Regions from separate parts of the Mus musculus genome. Here region 2 is linked to region 1. A link is a contact called in public promoter capture Hi-C data. All regions are on one chromosome and are shown on one strand. Each heading gives the region's core, a stretch centred on a gene start, on an enhancer-like site or on the middle of the called end of the contact. The rest is flanking DNA. Distances are from core to core; before and after follow the strand shown.

The links. Promoter capture Hi-C pulls out the DNA fragments that hold promoters and counts their contacts.
Region 2: a contact with region 1 is called in a promoter capture Hi-C map of pre-B cells, with 6 times the contacts expected there. The contact joins the promoter of Dcaf13 here to the promoter of Fbxo43 in region 1. A contact is called at or near these places in 3 of 39 promoter capture datasets (erythroid cells, liver and pre-B cells).

What each region holds. Positions count from the first base shown.
Region 1 is chr15:36,163,205-36,166,385 of GRCm38.p6, reverse strand. It overlaps Fbxo43 (F-box protein 43), which reads left to right and starts at 1,525. Exons shown (of 5, transcript NM_001081253.2): 1 at 1,525-1,916.
Region 2 is chr15:39,111,342-39,114,522 of GRCm38.p6, reverse strand. It overlaps Dcaf13 (DDB1 and CUL4 associated factor 13), which reads right to left and starts at 1,649. Exons shown (of 11, transcript NM_198606.2): 1 at 1,472-1,649. The coding sequence starts at 1,541. Slc25a32 (solute carrier family 25, member 32) reads left to right here and starts at 1,807. Exons shown (of 7, transcript NM_172402.3): 1 at 1,807-2,175. The coding sequence starts at 2,022.

The DNA of each region.
Region 1 (3,181 bases), core at 276-2,775:
TAGCAAGTGCCCTTATCAGCTGAGCTGTCAAATTCTAACTGGTTTAATGGTTAGCACCTGCCCAGTGCCCTAGGGAGTGAGGGCACTCTCACCTGTTTATAAACAAGCCTCATTAAGAAACTGTGCCCTGTTCATCTTTGCATGAATAGCATGTAGCTTGAGCTTACTTTTGAGTTTGGGTATTTTAAGCCTATTTGTCAACGCTAAGGAGAATCCTCAGAGAAGAGGGTAGTGGTTGTTACTAGCTTAAAGGTGGCAGCTGAGGTTCTGATTGAGACCTGTGTCAATTTGGAGAAGATAAAACTTTGAACACTGCCTAGGTGGAATGTCTTGTTGCAGTGGTCCCAGGAAGAAAAGAGTCTCTGCTCGGAGAAGACCAGCTAGACAGGCGATGGGGGTCAGGCTGTGCATTCTTGGAACACTGAATGAAAGCCAAGACTTTAAATGTATTTGGTGTGATAGGTTCTTGGCTGTTTCTGATCCCTAAAAAGGAATGTCTGAAACCAATAAACACAGTCACTCATTTATTCATAACTTTTGTTTTGTTGGTTTTTTTTTTTTTTTTTTCAGGTCAGTGGCTATGTAGCTTAGGCTGACCTGAAACTTGGTATGTAGACATGGCTGGTCTCTATGGAGATCCTCTGCCTCCTGACTGCAGAGACTATAGAGGTGTGACTCACAACTTTTTTCTTTTTTGTCTATTCACAAAATTTATATATTTGTTCACTGTAGAAACGAGGGCAAAATCATAAACTATTTTTAAAAAAAATCATTAACCAGGTGTGGTGGCACACGCCAGAACTTGGAAGGTGGAATGAGGAGGATCGGGAGTTCAAGTCCAGCCTGGACTTCATGTGACACGGTCTTAAACACACACACACACACACACACACACACACACACACACACACACACACACACACAAAACCAAAACCAAAGTTGGGGGGTGTTGCTGGGTTTATTGGGGCACTCCTGTAATCCTAGCCATTGGAAGATGAAGGCAGGAAAATCAGGAGTTCCAGGACAGTCTTGGCTACCTAACAAGTTCAAGTGGACTCCCAGGGACCACTGCCACTCTCTTAACCCAAAATCAAATAGTTAGGAAGTCAACCTCTCCGTCCTTATGCTGTATTTACGCCTTTACTATCCAAAGCTGTTGATAGGATTCTTTGACTTTGTACATCGGGCGAAACACTTCCAGGGATGATGCCTGGCACTGCAGGTTTTCTAACCGATGCGTCCCTCCAGTCTGGTCGCACGCAGTGATGCAGGGACCAACAGAGAGCTGGATGGAGCAGGGCGGAGCTGCGAAGGGATGAGGGCGGGGAGGCGGGGCGAGCGCTCAGACGGAAGGTGGGGAGGGTGGTGCCCTGGGCGGGGAAAGGTGGCAGGGGCGGGCTCGGCCGAGGCTCCCGGCTCAGGTGGGCGGCGCGGCCCAGGTGCGCCGGCCCGCAGCCGCTCCGCCCTCCTCCCAGGGGCGTCTCCCGCCCGCACGCCCGCCCGCACGTCCGGGTGACGACCGTTAGTCCCGCCCGCAGCAGACGGCTCGGCAGCTCCGGTGGGGGGGCATCTCTGGTCTCTAGTCGGGAGATTCCCCCAGGTCCAAGACTGGCTGGAGAGAGGCCGGAGAGTGCGGCTGCTGCGGGGCGGAGAGATTCCGAGCGACTTGACCTTCCCAGCCGCTGCCCCTCCTGAAGCCGTCCCGGCGCTGCTCCGGGCTCCGTTAATTGTTGAGGTTTTTCTCTTAAGTGGTGGTACCTCGGCATGAACTTTAAAGGCAAAGATGACAGACTTTGTTGTTTGGAAGCCTACCTTACTTTGACATGTCTTAAGAACTCAAGGTTGACTGGTGGTAAGATATTCCACTTTAATGAGAGCATCGGTTTAACGAAGCAGTTTTCTGACTTGTATAGGGCGTAAGTCTTTTTTTTTTATTTTTATTTTTTTTTATTTTGCGTAAGTCTTTGTAGATAGGAGTTCTGAGTGATTTATCAGAACTTTTTTTTTTTTTTGCCATCAAAAGGTTTGTTTGATTCATCAGCCTGTGGTTGCATGAATAATTTTCAAAGTTTGAAGCAGGCATTTTGGTGTATAAGCAAGATGAGGATGAAGGCAGCGACAGAGTCTCTGGTTTTCCCAAGTAGGGAGCGTGTATCAGGGCTCCTACTTTATTCCCAACGGTTTTTAGCTTCCATTTCCCAAATCTTATGCTGGTGAGGCACCTAGTGGTGAAGTGGCAGAACAGGTCACTTTTAGAATAAATTTCACATGGAATAAAATTCAATACAATACAGTAAATGCACATGCTCTAACTTTCGCAAATTGATTGAATTAATATTTTTTCAGGAGAAAGTGATTTATGAGAGGAAACATTGTAACTTACTATTTGGAGCAATTTGTAGAAAGCAGAGCTTAATCATCTTGTCCTACCAGGCATGCGCAGAAGTTAGTCATAAGCACAGGGGATCAGAAGTCAAAACTGCCCAAAAGCGGAAGAGGCTTAAAAATCACTTTGCTTTATAGCAGTGAGCCTCGGATCTTGTGGTTTTTGTAGCAGGTTATTTTGTAATATTTAAACTACATATTTAACTTACATACCATACATGTCTAAGTCCATGTGGCCGAACGAGAGAAATGACTTCTATGGCATGCTATGTTTGCATGTGTGTCACCCACAAATAAATGTTAAAAAGAAAAAACATAGTGGTTTTTTTCTGATTTATTTTTAATTATGTATGTCTGTGTATGTGCATGAGTACAGTGCCCATAGAGACATACATAGAGACACTATTGAACATGAGGATGTGAGCTGGGAACCGAGCCTGGGTATCTGGTGAGAGCAGTGCAAAAGCTCTTGACCTCTGAGCCGCAGCCCCAGCCTCGCCTGGTGAGCTTTGAAAGGAAATAACTGAACACAGAGACATTAGAATGTTGCAACCGAATATACACTTGCTAACTAAAATCATACAGTAACAAAATAATCTGAAAATAAGGCTGGTATGTTTTTGTTAAGAATAGTTCAAGTAAATATTTGTGCTTGGTGCTTTGCCTATGGTTGTCAAGTAATCAGAATATAATACAGTTTATAGCAAGGTGGTATTTTAAGTAGGACATTTAGGACAGTTTATTATGAAAATTTGTTTTTAAGTAACTTGAAAAAAATCACATAATTTCCTATTAT
Region 2 (3,181 bases), core at 400-2,899, 2.9 Mb before region 1:
GGTGGCGGCGCACGCCTTTAGTCCCAGCACTTGGGAGGCGGAGGCAGGTGGATTTCTGAGTTCCGAGGCCAGCTTGGTCTACAAAGTGAGTTCCAGGACAGCCAGGGCTATACAGAGAAACCCTGTCTCGAGAAAAACGAAAAAACAAAAACAAAACAACACAAATAAATAAATAAATAAAAATAGGGAGATACTGTTGAAAAAAGATGTTACTATAAAGTAGAGTTGTATCTCCTAGCATAAGATTCTGTGTCCCAGCTGTCACCCATTCATTCATTCATTCCGATACTTACAAAGTAGCTATTTATGTGAGTTATTGTCTAAACACTGCATATAGGAATAGGATTCTTTCCTCTCTTTTCAAGCTGATAGGAAAGCCTGCTAATCAGCATGAACCATGAGATAATGTGATAAGCACTGACAAATCCAAACAATGTGTACTGAAAACACAGAAGAGGACACTGATGCGCAGGATGGAGGGCACTTGTAGGGATAAGTATGTAAAGATACGTACATAAGTATAGCTCCAAGACAAAGCCTGAAATGCACCCACATTGGCAAGGGTAACGTAAGCCACTGTCTTAGTTAGGGTTTTACTGCTGTGAGCAGACACCACGACCAAGGCAACTCTTATAAGGACAACATTTAGTTGGGGCTGGCTTACAGGTTCAGAGGTTCAGTCCATTATCATCAAGGTGAGAACATGGTAAAATCTAGGCAGGCATGGTGCAGGAGGAGCTGAGAGTTGTTCTACAGCTTCATCTGAAGGCTGCTAGGAGAATACTTTCTGCTAGGCAGCTAGGACTAGGGTATTAAAGCTCTCACCCACAGTGACACACCTACTCCAACAAGGCCACTCCCTGGGCCAAGCACTATAAACCATGACAGCTCCATCCAGCAATGCACTGTTTGGTGAAAGTGGAAGAAAAAAAAAAGTAATGAGGTTCAAAGATTCAAAATAATTAACGTCAAACTCTGGGGACAAATCTACTTTTCATTTAAGAAATATTACCAAAAAAAAAAAAAAGAAAAGAAATTATTACCATGTAAAACACCTTGGGAGCTGGGGGGGGGGGCCATATACCACACGTTAGCAATGCTAGGGGGAGGAGAGAGAACCTTTAGTAACGCAGACAGGGTTTCTCTCTGTAGCCCCGGCTGTCCTGGAACTCACTCTGTAGACCAGGCTGGCCTTGAACTCAGAAATCCGCCTGCCTCTGCCTCCCAAGTGCTGGGATTAAAGGCGTGTATACGTAACTACTTCCCACTAGAGGAAAATTCTCACAAAGGACGTAGAGGTATGTGCCATCTGCAGTTCTGATCCTCACCAGCCCCGTGTGGACGCAGCCGCCTAGGCGGAGAGGGAAACCGAGACCAGAGCGCTGGCCTCCCGCCCCTTTTACTGCTCGAAAGCTGGCCAGACCCAAAGAATCCGGGAGGAGGCCCCTTCCTCTGTTCCAGTTCCTCTCACCTCTTTGTATGTCCAGCTTGGTTTCGCGGACATAGTTGTCAGGGTTTCGGCTCAGCATTTTCACCTTCATCTTGGCGGCTCTGGGTGTCGGACTCCACGAGCCTTTAAACCGGGCTCGACTTACCGGGGCCAGCACGCAGACACACTACTTCCGCCTTCCGCGGGCTTCCTGTCACGTGGCTCCGCAGAGTGGCAGCCGGATGGCTCAGCTGGACCTCGCGGCGTTCCGTAGTCTCTCCGGCTAGGAGCTGGAGGGGGCGGTCCTTCAGCTGTCGCTCGCGTCTTGACCCGAGGGCGAGCGCGCGCAGCTGTGGGCGGGGCCAGGCCTGCTGGGCGGGGCTAAGCAAGCTCCGCTCTGAGGTTTCTCCTACTCCCCGCTTTGCCGCGGGTGTGACTTGCCTGCAGCAGCGTCCCGGGCTCCGGTCCCGGAAGTGGGCTCGCGTCCTGCGGTTCCAGGCCCCGGGCCGCGACAGTCGCCACGGTGGCGGCCACTACATCACGCCCCACGTCGGCGGCGCTGGACGCCGTAGTGTCGACGAACCCGGAGCCCATGACAGGCCAGGGCCAGTCGGCTGCCGGGTCGGCGGCGTGGAGCGCGGTGTTCCGCCACGTCCGGTACGAGAACCTGGTGGCTGGCGTGAGTGGCGGGGTCTTGTCCAACCTGGCGCTGCACCCGCTCGACCTCGTGAAGATCCGCTTCGCTGGTAAGAGCCTGCCCACGTCCCGGGCGGCTTCCCTTGCTGCCAGCCCCAGCGAAGCACTTACACGCAGAAGAGACATTAGTCTCCCCAGACTCTACTACAAGGGGGAGAGCCCCTAAGATGATGCTGTGCACCCTGCGTTACCTGGAGCTAGGATTTAGGAAGGGGACCCCGGCTTTCCCTGTGTCTCCTAACCATAAAGGATAGGGAAAGTGGGTGAAGTTTGAGAGAAAGGAGGTTGTCACATTTGACCCTCATGTTCACGAGTCATTCACTCTTTGGGGTAATTTGAAGTCTTAGGGCAGCCACGTGTTTGGCTGTATAAAGTCAGACGAAAGTACAAGTGTGTGAGCCGGTGCTTTGTCACCTTCGGAGAGTAAGGTCATAGTTTGGGATTAAAATATTCACTAAAGTTTCTTTAGTTTGCAGTATTTAAAAATATGCATTGTCTGGTGAAGGAAGGAGGAGCTTCTACACTCTAAATAACTGTATTAAAGTGTGAATTAAGTATATGGAAATTAGCACGGCATTTTAGGAATTAATACCAAGTTGCATTACATAGGTGAGCCTTGGTAACTATTTAGAAACCATTTCTGTTATTTCATTTATTACAAACTAAATTTTTCCAGAAAATCAAATCTTTAGAGATGGATTTAGTAGAGCATTCTAATTTTATTCGATTTACTTGATGTATGTGTCTTAATGTTGAACAGTGGAGTCGAACTAAGAAGTACCAACAGTTTCTTATCGTTAGGAAACTTAAAAATGTAATTACCCTAAGATATATAAAAGGATTCTACACAACATGAAATCAGTTGCTAAGTAGAATAAATTCAAATACAAAATAAGAGCACAAATAGGCTATATAAAAAGACTATATAAGGAAAGCTGGGGCTGGAGAGATGACTTAGCCTTTCCACAGGACCCACATTGAGTTCTCAGCACCCACTTTGAGCAGGTGGCTCCCAACTGTCTATAATTCTGGCTTCAAGGAAACCTAACATCTCTG